Regions from separate parts of the Mus musculus genome. Here region 1 is linked to region 2. A link is a contact called in public promoter capture Hi-C data. All regions are on one chromosome and are shown on one strand. The core of a region is the stretch at or near the end of the contact, and the rest is flanking DNA. Distances in the headings are between cores, read along the strand shown.

Region 1 (6,949 bases), core at 1,840-4,339, 290 kb after region 2:
CAGGGCCAAAAACAAAAAAAAAAAAAAAAAAAAAAATGGGAATGAGTGGGTAGGGAAGTGGGGGGGGGGGTATTGGGGACTTTTGGGATAGCATTGGAAATGTAATTGAAGAAAATATGTAATAAAAATAAATAAATAAATAAAAGCCCTATAACATTTAACTATTGTAATATGAATGTTATGAGTTAGATGCTCTCTTATAAAATATTTATTTTGTTATAATTTATACATTTTATTCATCACTGTGAAAGCTGATTTGTTTTCGTTTGTTTGTTTGTTTTTTGAGACAGGATTTCTCTGTAGCCCTGGCTGTCCTGGAACTCACTTTGTAGACCAGGCTGGCCTCGAACTCAGAAATCTGCCTGCCTCTGCCTCCCAAGTGCTGGGATTAAAGGCGTGAGCCACCATGCCCAGTTAACACAGAGAATAAACTAAATAAAAGAAGATGAAAACTGGGGGATTCTCTTCTGTCACCTAAAACAAAACTGACAAGTAATTATAAAAACACATGGCCATAAGGTCTAGAATTGAAAATACATACTTGCGACTGCTACTATACTACACAGATGATACTTAAACATGTTGTAATAATGACAGTTAGAATTATCCTCATATTAGCTTTTCTGAAAATATATCTTACAGAGAAGAAGGGCGGGTCTCTTAATCTGTGACTGGTACTATGAAGCACCCCAGTTCCTTGAAGATTCTGTAGGTTGGCCTCTTTGGGTTGATTTTCTTTTGAAGTAACTGCTCCCATTATTAAGTCTGAAATAGCATCATTCATAATAGAGTGTACCCAACACACTACTCACACCTTTATATTTTGTATCAACTTCCCAACCGTGCTATGCTAGGTGTCTTCTAGAAAGACAGACATTTATTGAAATGTTTCCCCACTTGTATCTAGCACTAGCATATACATCACAGAGTTACTTTAATATGTTCGTCTTTAGTTAAAGGCTATTCCTGGCTGTCAACTTGACTATATCTGGAATGAACTACAAACCAGAATTGGAAGGCTCATCTGTGATCCTGATCTTGAGGCTGGGAGATACAAGTTTCTGACGTGGATCTTGGCATGGAAAATCTTAAGGCATAGTGGCTGTGGAAAAACTTTGCCCCAGGCAAGGTAGTACAGGCCTTTAATCCCAGGAGACTGAGGCAAGGAAATCTGTGAGTTCAAGGTCAGCATGCGACAAAGCAAGTTGCAGATCCAGGTGTGGTGGTACACACCTTTAATCTGGGTCACACCTTCTGCTGGAGACCTACATAAGGACATTGGAAGAAGGAAAATTCTCTCTTCTTCCCCTGTGTGCCTTGTGGAACTGAGCAACTGATAGATTCTTGGACTTTCATTCACTGCTGCTGCTGACCATTGTTGGGGAGTTGGACTACAGACTATAAGTCATCAACAAATTCCCTTACTATATAGAGACTACCCATAAGTTCTGTGACTCTAGAGAACCCTGACTAATACAATGACAAAACAGAAAAATCAAAGTATAAGAAGACATTACTCAACCAGTGCACTAGCACCAACAGTGTTCCTGTTCTATGCAAAGGAGGATGAAGAGAAGGATGAAGAGGAAGAGGAAGAGGAGGAGGAGGAGGAGGAAATGATAAATATTAAGCTGTCAAGAGAAAATTTGGTTCCTAAATGTTCATGCAAAAAGAAATAAAAACACAAATTATAATTTTATTGGAAATGTTAGTAGATTAAATTTTTGCATGGAAAGAATCCTTTCACGAGTTTAGTAGTCCAACTAGCCTTTGTCCAATCAGAAAGCCTCATTCTTTCTTAATTTAAACGAAGTTCACCAAACAGTAAAACAACTGAAGTAAAAACTAGTTTGATCATTTATTTTCTTCATTGTCTCAGAATATAATAAGCATATATCCGATCTCAAAGTTTCCAAGTTTAAAGGATGTATTACTTAGACATCAAGAGTCTAGGGTGGGATGGGGGGTTAAGCTCACTATGTTCTTCCACTATGAAAAAGCATACCATAATTATGAAAAAGAAACTCTTTAAATTTGAGATAAAAACAGAATCAGTATCTTCCTGTCTAGCTCTGTCTCCCCAAACTATGAACCCAACAAAAACTAATCGTCTCTCTCTCTCTCTCTCTCTCTCTCTCTCTCTCTCTCTCTCTCTCTCTCTCTCTCCTGCCTAAAGATCTATAGATGTTTTGACCCTTAGGATTATATTTTTCCTGCTATGAATCAGCATAAAGTTATGGTGAATTTCAAATGTATCAAGAATCTGCTCCTGTTAGGGTTAAGATATCAGATGCCCTTCCTTAGGGGTCGTTAAGAGCCAGCACAATGGAAAATATTGACAAACGAACGGTTCAACACAGATATGCAGCAACCTCGAATACAAAACACAAAGTGTTAAGAATCAACATCCTCAGAAGTGGATGCTCACAGTCAGCTACTGGATGGATCACAGGGCCCCCAATGGAGGAGCTAGAGAAAGTAACCAAGGAGCTAAAGGGATCTGCAACCCTATAGGTGGAACAACAATATGAACTAACCAGTACCTCCCGGAGCTCTAGCTGCATATGTATCAGAAGATGGCCTAGTCGGCCATCAGTGGAAAGAGAGGCCCATTGGACACGCAAACTTTATCTGCCTCAGTACAGGGGAACGGCAGGGCCAAGAAGTGGGAGTGGGAGGGTGGGGGAGTGGGTGGGGGAGCGTGTGGGGGACTTTTGGGATAGCATTGGAAATGTAACTGAAATAAATACCTAAAAAAAAAAAAAAAAAAGAATCAACATCCTCAGAAGTCAGGGCTTCTGAACAACAGGAACTGAACAACTGGAGCAAACCGGACATCACTGCAGGAGCCCTGACACCAAGGTGTACTTTTATTCTGGAGTCGAAACTGCATTGGCAAGTGTGGCGTAGATGCTACAGGAACTTAGCGATGCTCATAGAACCGCCATAAAGAGCTAAAGCGCCCCACTTCAGTTACCATTGCAAGAAGACGCTCTTTGAACCCCGCCCCCTCCCAAAAAAAGGCAACGGAGGGGGGTGGGATAGGAGTAGGGTGACTGCGTCATCTTGCTGTCGCTCAATCACAGTGACAGAAAAGGCAACGGCTTCAGTAGGAGAAAGGATGTTCACTTCCGCTTCTGGCGGAACCTTTAGAGTCCGGTAAAAGAGGCCGAAGAGAAAACTCTCTTCTGTATCGAATAGCTGTAGCGGCATCTGGTATGATTTAACTTTGTGCGTGGCTGTTGGGCTTTACTCCTTCTACAAGGGTTTTAATTTGACCCTGCCCAAACTAAAGATGGCGGCGTAGGCGTGGAGCCGACCATAGAGTCTCCAGGCTAGAGAGGCCCAGGCGGGCCGCGGGCGGAAGAGTAGGGCCAGGCCAGTCGGCCTATGAAGGAAGTTCGTAATCCGGCCGGTGCTCGGTGCTTCCTGCGCCTGCGTGAAGATGGTAGAAGAGGGAGTCCGCGTGGTTCGCTGCGGCGGCAGCCGGCTGAACTTCAGGAGGGCCGTGTTCTCCGTGGATTCCAAGTATGCAGTAGGCTGCGGGTCAACAGGGCTCCGGGCACCGCGGGCCGGGGAGGGGAGTGCCCGGCGCGGCGCGGCCCACGGTCGGACTGCGAGGCTGGAGTCCGCGGCGCCGCGCAGCGCATGGACCGACCCGGAGCTCCCCGGAGCCGCCCGGCTTTGCTGCTGTGTCTGTGTGCCTTGCACCCAGGACTCCACCTGCGGGAAGGTTGGCGGTTACAGGGGCAGGTCAGGTGTCTACAAGGGACTAGGAGCCGCTCGGTTGGAAAATGGTCACTCTCTCCGTATGTGCACCGGTCTGACCATGCAGACTAATGTTCACGTGTGGAACGTTTTGGACTTCAAAATCATTAATGATTCAGCCTTTTTCCCGCAGAAAAACATCATAATTACCAGGCTCCTTTTTTCCTTTTTTTTTTTTTTGAGTTTTACATAAAAACAGATGTTAGATCTGTAGGAGAAAGTGTCTATATGCACACAACTTTTACAATAGTGGCTTTCAGTTCGCTGCTTGTCAGCTGGCATTGTTGCTGCCACGTTGTATCATCTAGAAGAGGTGTGTAGTAGGGCTAGTTTTTCAGAGCACTCTGAATGTAGAGATACTTAGGCTCAGTTGTTTGAATGCTTGATCCCCAAGAGGAGCAATTATTCCTGAAGGATTAGGAAGCAGACCCTCCTTGGAGGAGGTGTGCCAATGGGGCAGGCTTGAAAGGTTCAAAAGCCTAATCCATTATCAGCTCTCTGCACAGGGATGTCTCCTGTACTGCTCCAGCTCTCTCTCTCTTTCTCTCTCTCTCTCTCTCTCTCTCCCTCTCTCTCTCTCTCTCTCTCTCTCTCTCTCTCTCACACACACACACACACACACACACACACACCCATCATGGGCTCCACTGTGATGGTCATGGATTCTACCCTCTGCAACTGTGAACTGCAAATAGTAAATACCCCTATTTTAGAAAGGTATTTATAGTATTTGTGGAAGGTGTACTCTCCCGCAATACCCTGCCAGTATACTTACCAGTATACGGGGTTTTGTTGACATTGTTTTATGAATTAAAGGGATAAAATGGACATAGCGGAGTTGTCACAGTTCTGCCCCTTCAAATTCATCCTTATACTCATTTTTACCCTGCATTGAACATTGCCTCACCTTGTCTGTTAAATGAGGTGTTTGGTCCATATCATTTTCCAAGTCTGATAGGATTTTTTTTTAAAGCTTTGGTCAATGGTTTGATCTTTAACTAGCTGAGCTGACAAAATCAAAACAAGAAATTTGACTGTGTAGTGAGGAATAGAGAAGTCAGTGTAGATGTTTGAAAGCCTAGGTGCTTTTAAGACTTTGTTACGTCATAGTGAGAAAGATGAAAATTGCAGAGGGCTACTATCTGTTGTTATATGCTTTTCTATTGCCATTAGAAAATACTGGGACCAAAGGAACTTATAAAACAAAATGTTTAATTTGAGGTTCACAATTGCAGAGGTTAGAATCCATGATCATCGCAGTGGAGAGCATGATTGGGGCCTGGGGGGGGTGGGGTGGGGGGAGGTGTGGCAGGCATGATGCTGGAGCAGTACAGGAGACATCCCTGTGTAGACAGCTGAAAATGGATTAGGCTTTTGAAGCCTTCAGGCCTGCCCCCAGTGGCACAACTCTTCCAACGAGGGTCTGCCTCTAATCCTTCAGGAATGATTGCTCCACTTGGGGCCAAAACCTTCAGACTTCTGAGCCTGTGGGGACCATTCCATTTTCCTTTAAACACCCACATTAGGCTAAGCCGAGAAGGTTGTCTATTGGTTGTTCTATGAATGGCCTCCCTTATAGGTACACAGTAGTATCCAAAAGGGTAGGTTGACTTGCTTTGTTTTTGTTTTCACTTAATGTTGTGACGATTGGACCTTGCACATACCAGACAAGCACTCTACCACTGAGACCTGCTTCCCAGCACCTGTTCCACCCTTTGTGGGCACCCACTCTTTTGTTTATTTTCATTGGGGAGGGGTCTCACTGAGTTGCTCAGGTTGGTTTTAAACTTGCTATGTAGTCCAGAAAGCCTGTGATCTCCTGCCTCAGCAGTTCATAAGAAGGTTAAGTTACCGGCCTGTGTCATCAGGCCCAACTTAGAGAAATGTGTTTTACTGTTTAGTCAAAAATAATAATAAAATAAACCTCTGTTTTGTTTGTTTGTTGTTTATTTTTTTGTTTTTTAATCTTATTTGAGGTGAGTTAAAGTCAAGTTTTGCAAAGTTAACATAGTATGAATATGAAACCCAACTGTGTTAACCACTCATGGAAGCTAAGAACTCCTTAGGAATGGTCCAGGCTACAGATTTTTAGCCTCTTAACTAAAGTACTCAGGATCCTGGGTCTAGTCATGAAGACTACCAAACACTGCAGGTGCTTTGCAGTGATTGCTTTCTTGAGCTTATTACACATAGAGCCAATGTATCTTAGGCATACCGTCAGTTGTGAACCACATTCTGGCTTCAAAGGTGTGCACAGATAAGCAACCCAGTATCATTGATTTAATAAGACAGGCTGTAGCAACCCTGGTCGGCATTGTATTTCTTAGGATTAAGTCATGTGCAGGGTGCTTTGGCAGCACAGAGAATAGTCTGACTGGGTTCTCAGTGACCTGAACCTTCCACGGTGAGAAAAGTGAAATATGGTTGACACAGAGCAAAATTCTTTTCTGAGCTTTTCTTAGGTAAGTTCTGTTATGAATGTAACCACTTTGATAATGAAGGAGCATCAGGTTTGTGGGGAAAAGCCACAACCGTAAGATGATATAGGCAAAATTAGTACTTCATCAATTAGAAGATGGATATGTATACAGGAGTGACCTGGACCTCACCATTGAGAGCACAACCTTTTATTCGGCATTTGTGAGCTGATGTCTCCAGTTAGCGAGGGAGAATTGGGTTGTTTGAAGAATAATGCTGTGTCATCTCATAGTCTTTTCTGCATTAGTAGAACATCTCATATCCTCGTCTCATATCCTCATATGGTTGACAACACACACAGACACACACACACACACACACACACACACACACACACATATATATATATATACTTGAATATACAATTCTTTTTTTTTTCTTTAAAGTTTTAAGATTTATTTATTTCATGTATGTGAGTATACTGTAGCTGTCTTCAGACACACCAGAAGAGGGCATCAGATCCCATTACAGATGGTTGTGAGCCACCATGTGGTTGCTGGGAATTGAACTCAGGACCTCTGGAAGAGCAGTCAGTGCTCTTAACCACTGGGCCATCTCTCCAGCCTGAATATACAATTCTTAAGCTATTTTGAAGTGTATCTGCATGTTATTATCTTAATAACAGGCCATAAAACAATTATACTATCTGTATAGTGTGTGAGACTTAGCGCGCTCTCTCTCTCTCTTTTCCAGGTATATCTTC
Region 2 (7,000 bases), core at 4,416-6,915:
ATCATGCAAACACATACACTAACAAACATGCATGTATACACATTAAGAATAAATTTTAAAGTGAGATTGAGAAGCAGTTGAAGAAGATACCTAATGTCAATTTATGGCCTCCATACACATGTGTACCCACACCCAAGTATACATATGATCATATACACACTCATGGGGAAAAGTCCAAAGAAATTCAAAATTTCAGTAAATTGATAGTATTTCATTTCATATCTAGGTCTGCAGAAATAAATCACAAAGAATGGTGAATAAAAGAATATTAATCACCTCTAATATAAATTTGGTTTTTAAAATCCTTGTAAAATCTACCCAAATTTATATGATAAATTAATAACTACTATAATCTTTCCCTTTTATCATTACTGTATCTCTCATATATAAACATAACACTCCTCAGTGTTGTGATCTTAGAATTGATAAACATTAGGTTAAAATATCTTCAGATCCAAACCTTACATAAGTTTCATAAGGCCAATGACACATGATTTACCCTTCGACATGGAGCAAACTGTATGGTTAAAATTATTTCATACTGTCACCTCAGATCAGCAGATTCCAGCCTTCTCATCACACCTTCTCAGCACAAAGCCTGCTCCTTCTGTTTCATCTTGCACCTTGAACTAAGTGAATGTTTGGGGTGATCACTGTAATCCACCCAGGCTTGAGGTGCAGTGTTAAATGTGTGAAGAAAGGAAGAAGAATGAAAAATGAACTCACATTTGCCTGAACATACATTTGAATTACATGTGTCCTCTGTATAGCAGATTTATTCACCTAATGCTATGAGAAGGTTTGGCTTTGGGATTATCTTTTCCTCAAATGTCAAAATTGTAGTGGTTTACTTACAAACTTCAGTCTGCTGGATAAGTAAAATGAGTCACTATGAAACCAAAGTCCTAGCATTCACTTTTTAGTGCATATAGAAGACATGTGATCTCCGTCAATATTAAAAGAAGGGTAGTCAAAAGCATAACATAGTGCTTCACTAGTGTGAACAAAGGTCACCTACAAAGGTCTGATTCTCAGACCATATCCACGTTTCCTAGATATATTTAAAAGGATAAAACCTGGAAGCCATATCAAGAACAAGATCTCCAGGTGACCTTTTATGGAATCCTAAACCAAGGGGGAGCACATATTGCACTGGTCAGTATAATGAATTCCCTAACTTCTCATGCAGAGAGAGAGAGAGAGAGAGAGAGAGTATTTTCAGAGAGATGTTATGATGCTACAATGTTGTTTAGTATATATTTCTGACATATTCTTAGTTTTGCATTCTTCACGGAAATGAACACTATCCAGTGTGTCACTCAAGCGTTTTGTCCACTGAAGCAATTCTTTCTTGTGTATTCCATAGTTGAGCATCTTACCATATGGTCCACCTAAAATTCTACATTCTCCTGCTAATTCTTGCACCTTTTGTGGCCATATGATTAAATTCCAGGCAAACATAAATAAGTTTAAATGTTTTGAAGACATAAAAGGTTCCAGTTAAAAAATGCAGAATCCCAGCTTTTTCATTCTTTATCTGGATGCCAAAGAAACTACATGCAATAGCTGGATCACCCAGCAGCCACTAAGGACTGTGCATTCGAAGACCATCCACTAGGGATAAAAGAATGAAGAGAATTAAAGTTTGAGTCCCCAACCAGTTTCAATATACCAGCTCTTTACTCTACTTGAGAGCCTCTTTTGAGTAAGAAAACAAGGTTCTGTTATAATCTCCTTTGTTGAAACTGTGCTCTAATATATGAAGCCCTCTAAAATAAAATCATTTCGATAGTAGTAAGTGTAGAACAATCTATGAACGTAAATATCTTAAACTATATATATTCATTCTCTGTTTCTCTGTGCCTCCCTTGAAATGATGCTAAGTACAAAGTATCTAATGCTGTTATCTAAATACTTCTGAATGTCATAATCGAATGATTCCTATTTATATTCTTACAAGATAAATCACAAATATAGCATCATAAAAATGTAAGACACCACAATATTAAAAATCCTGTGTGCACATTTTCTCTTCCTAGTTAGTAGTTGGCTTGGGACCAAATATCAGTATAGGGCTGCAACATGGGTATTGATTATTTGTAGTCCATGAGCCAGATTTGGCCCTTAGACATAATGAATTTGGCTTATGCAATACTTTTAGATGATTGTTAATTTGGAAAGTTTAAAGTGGCCATGTTTGTGTCTTCAGTTTTCTACAAGTCCCATCAAACTGCTAATACACAAAGCTATTGTATCACTTCTTGTGTTACATGCCTGGCTTCTGAAAAAACTGAAGTGCACAGTTCATGCATATCTCCTTCTAAACTTTCTCTCTCCATCACTCATGGGGTATTGAATAAAATTGATTCATAACAAAGATCATTCCCAAAGATTGAGTATGCCTAAATTAGTAACAAAAATGTGCATAGCTCCCTAGATGTTACAGTTTGATTTGGAAATAAATTTTTACTGTAAATAGTCTAGCATTTTTCTTTTACAAGAAACAGATGTGGGCAGCTGGGTGTGGTGCCACATGCCTTTAATCCCAGTACTTGGGAGGCAGAGGCAGGCAAATTTCTGAGTTCGAGCCAGCCAGTTCTACAGAATGAGTTCCAGGACAGCCAGGGTTATACAGAGAAACTCTGTCTCAAAAAACCAAAAAAGAAAAAAAAAAGAAAAGAAAAGAAAAAAAAAGAAACAAACAAACAAATTTAGGACATTCCAAGGCCTCCCTACACAATACACATCAGAGGGAGAGAGAGAGAGAGAGGTCTTGAAAAGCTGTTTTTATCATGTTGGGTCTGATTCTGACTACATTATACTTTCAACTAATGTGAGCCTAACTCCCAAACTCTTTCTTTTTAGTTACTAACAATCTTTTAAAATCCAAATCAATTGTTAGACTTTAGTGAAAGGTCATTGTATTTTATCCAGAAATGTCTAAATCTTTACTTACTCTATCTTAGCATCCACGTGTGTTCCCATCAGGCCGACGAAGGAAAAGGCTAAGCTTATAAGTACATACTTACACACAGTGTCATATTTCTGCAACGTGTATTAAATGGAATACAAAGGAAATACCACAACCCATGCTAGATTTAGCAATGATTTGAAAATTGTATATTCTTGACATATAAGCCTTAGACTTTTCCTTAATATAGAACATTTCCCACAATGACTCTTTCGCAAGTTCAAAAATTTTTGGCTATATTATAATCGGGTAAATGAAGTATAAGAAGTGTCCACACAGTATCATGGGAAATGTAAGCTGTGGATATACTAGATTACTGAGTCATCAATATTTTCCTTACTCATACATTCAGGTTTATGCTATTAATTTTCATTACATCTATTTGAATTAATATTTGTAAAATCTGAGAGAATTTACTTTCTTGGCAAAAATCTTTGGTTTGAGGTTTGAATTTCTCTGCTATTTAATGACACTAAGGAAAAAAAGGAGGGTTGGCCCAAAGACTTTCTGAACCAAGCCACCTATTCTTAATGTATGAAAATTAATCTTAGAGAACAGTAAACCCCTCATTTCTCAGTAAGACCTACAGAATAAATGCAATGACTTAGACAAGAGTTTTAGCACATGACCTACCTTCTAAGACTTTTGAACATCTTACATCTTTCATTTACACACATGTTCGATTACTTTTGTACATTACAAAAATTAAGCACATCATTTTAACATAAATTGAGAATAAAGTCTGTATAGATATTTTAGAGTTAGTCTTCTGGTAGGGGAGGGGAGTGGACAGATTCATTGATACTCAGACATTTTGCTTCTATCTTAACGCTGCTATGTGCTCTCCTCTTTCCTAACTTCTTTGTTCTTTGCGTTTGCGAACAGCACAGACTTTTCATGACATTATGAGGAAACGCAAGTTTCACCCTTCATAAGTTTCCTCACGTTATGAAGCATAGAAACTGATTTTAAAGTTTTAAGATTTTAGAAAAGTGCTCCCTCTATGGGGCTGCTGACAGACTTGAATTTTATCTCCAGAACCTTGGGATTTCTACAACTTACAGTTGCTAAACACAGTTTCTAAATATTTTTAGAGAAAAAAAAATCAGAAAGGCAGAAAACATATTCGTACAGATGGCTGGATATACACAGGAGAAAGACAGTTACAGACACGATTAGCACATTGCTAAGTTTTGGAAGCTTGAGTGTGATGCTAACAGAGATTCAGATCTATGCTGGCCTCTTACAATGAGAATGTATCTGTTTCTGACACTTCAACCTTCAAAAGTTAACGTTAATATCAACGAGGCCCATTTTATTTTATTTTTAAGTTTTATTCTATAGCAGCCACGCCATTTTGCTTAACAATACATCCCAGCACTAACATATGTAAATCACATAGGGGAAACAAAACAAAACAGTAACCAAGCAAGATATGCCTTAAAAGAAAAGAAAATAGAAGGAACGGGGGAAGAGAAGAAGAAAGGGAGAAAGGAAGGGTCTAAGGGGAAAGTCCTTCTTAATACTCTGTTCCAAGTAGAATTTCCTGCCTTCATCCATCCACCCAGGAACCATGCTGTCCTGATAATCAAGTCAGTAGGGTGGGAAAGCACAGAAATTTAAGAAATCTGGTTTCTATCAGAGTCTGTCATGGAGAAATAAACTTGACTCCCTCTCTGTAGGCAAACCCGATTTTAAGATCAGAGATGAAAACTTTAGGAGGGGAGGATAAAGAGCAAAGACAAAGGAAATTCCGAACTATCGGATTTGCCTGCTGGAGAGGTTTTTCTAAACAAAGACTTTCATGAAGCTGCTGAAGTTCACACAGGAAAGACTCCACCCTGCCCAGCTTCTGCTGCAGCGGCTTTCCCTGCTTGGAAAGCGCCTGCCCACAGGACAGACCTCTAACTAAAAGTGCCTCCGGGGCTCCGTTTTAAGCACTCTTGTTTTCTTTTAAACGTCCCACTCTTACATTCCGGCAAAAAAAAAAAAAAAAGACTGGTGATATCCTGGCTCTTACAGGATGTCAGAAGCCCACTTTTTGCCAGGGCACGCACAGAAGCTCCGGATTTGCAAATGTGCCTAGTCTCCAGAGCCAAGCTACAAATCCTAGAGCCCCCTTCTCAAACTTCAAACCAGAGTCTTCTCTTTATCCTCTTCCTGAAGCTTAACATTCCATCTAGTTCCCAAACCAAGCCATAAACACCATAAGCAAAGCAAAAGGCAAACTCACCATTCTCTTGTTCCTGGGCTTTTATTGAGACACAGTACCCTAATAAAACAGAAAGAATGAGGAGAGGTCTTGCTCCCACCCAGTTTGCCATCATGTCTAAATATGAGACATGTGGGTCCTCCTGGGATCGAAGAGTAGATACTGAGGTCACTGTAGCACCATGAATTCCGCTGGGGGCTCTTTTTCAGCACCAGTCCCCGCGCTGCCTCAGTCTGTTTCAGCACCAGGTCCGGCACAGTCTGCGAAAACTTTTTTCAAGCGGTGCAGCTTTAAATAGGAAGAATGCTGCCTCCACTTCTTTTCCTGCCCCTTTCAGCTTGTTCAGGCTCATAACCATCCAGTGTCTGCCAAGCAACCGTCTGATTGATGGTAAACAACCAAATCAGAGCGCGCGCCTCTGCGACTTGAGTTTTCAGTGCTTCTTGTAGATTTTAAGCACAGAGGAAGCTTCTCAACAGAGACAAACTTTTATTTCTCCTTCTGTTTGAGTGTGTGTGTGTTTTCTTTTCTTCTTTTTTTAAAGAAAGCCTATTAGAAGGAGTCTGATCCACCCTCCCCAACCCTTCCCCAGACACACACCCACTGACTTTTTCCAGAGACACTAAAAAAACTTTAGGGAGGATTACAGCCTTTTAGTGGATTTTTTTTTCTTTTGCACTTAAATAATTCAGAATTCTCTTTGCCACTTAAGCCTTTAAAACGTCACTTTTTTAACCCTTTCTTTTGGCAATGGAGGAAGGATTCTTGTCCCAATTTTCATCCTCCTCCCTCTCCTATGCTCTGAGAAGATTGTGGAAGAAAGGAGGCAGAATATGGCCAATACAAAATGAACTTGAGATACTTTACATTGAGTTATTTCCACATCTTTTTAGTAGGCACATCTATACGTTCTCCTCGTCACAGAGCATGCTATTGTGTTAAAAAACAAATATGTTCACTAAGCTTGTGGAGGGAGGAAAACACACTGGTTTAAGTCTCAGAAAGGGTAGGTTCCAATATCAGATCTGCCAACTCACCAATTTTGTGAATTTATACATAGTCCTTAACTGTCCAAATTTTTTTGTTGTTGTTGTTAGAAAAGGGGCTTTGGCCTGACCAGTGTGCAGGATCTGGTGACACTAAACTGAGCAATATGCTGTTAACTAGATTCTAAATTACAAAGAGCTACATAAAAGTGAATGATGCTGTTATGAACCCCACACCAGCTTTCCACGGAATGTGGTAGTCCTAGCTGCATATTTCTGTAAAGAGCAAGGCATTAACTTTGTGTGCTACTCAAGCTTGACAGATTTAAACGCCCTCAGTGTTTTTGACAGTCTAATTCATTTGATAGTGTGCGTTCTGGGGGATCTGGATCAAGCCCCACATAACATGTCATGTGTGACTCAATTGTTCATAGTTACTCAGCACTGAACAGGTGCTCTGAGACACACTGAATAGAGGAAGGATTATGGCAGACTAGAAACAAAGTCAGCATCCATCACCTTTAAGGAACATGTGTATGCAAATGCTGAAAAAATATATCTACGTGAAACAAAAAAATACAAACAATATATACAGCTATGTGTGGAATTAACTAAACCCCAAATAAATGCAAAGAAAAGGGATAGTATAAATTAAAATAGGTATATGAGGCTTCATTTACTATTTAATTTCCTTAATAAAGAAATCCAAGATGCTTTAAATTGAGAGGTGGAACTAAACTCTGGAGAAGTTCCAAAAACAACTTTCTAGCCCTGTATCATTGAAAATAACTTGTCACCAAGACCTGCCTTTGTTTAGTGAATTCGTTCACC

Evidence for each region. Promoter capture Hi-C pulls out the DNA fragments that hold promoters and counts their contacts.
Region 1: a contact with region 2 is called in a promoter capture Hi-C map of embryonic stem cells, with 6 times the contacts expected there. The contact joins the promoter of Wdr75 here to the promoter of Col5a2 in region 2. A contact is called at or near these places in 11 of 39 promoter capture datasets (the 3T3-L1 cell line, 3T3-L1-derived adipocytes, the HPC-7 cell line and 6 more).

The regions. Positions count from the first base shown.
Region 1 is chr1:45,792,077-45,799,025 of GRCm38.p6, forward strand. It overlaps Wdr75 (WD repeat domain 75), which reads left to right and starts at 3,090. Exons shown (of 21, transcript NM_028599.3): 1 at 3,090-3,528; 2 at 6,940-6,949. The coding sequence starts at 3,446.
Region 2 is chr1:45,497,617-45,504,616 of GRCm38.p6, forward strand. Col5a2 (collagen, type V, alpha 2) reads right to left here and starts at 5,666. Exons shown (of 54, transcript NM_007737.2): 1 at 5,205-5,666. The coding sequence starts at 5,298.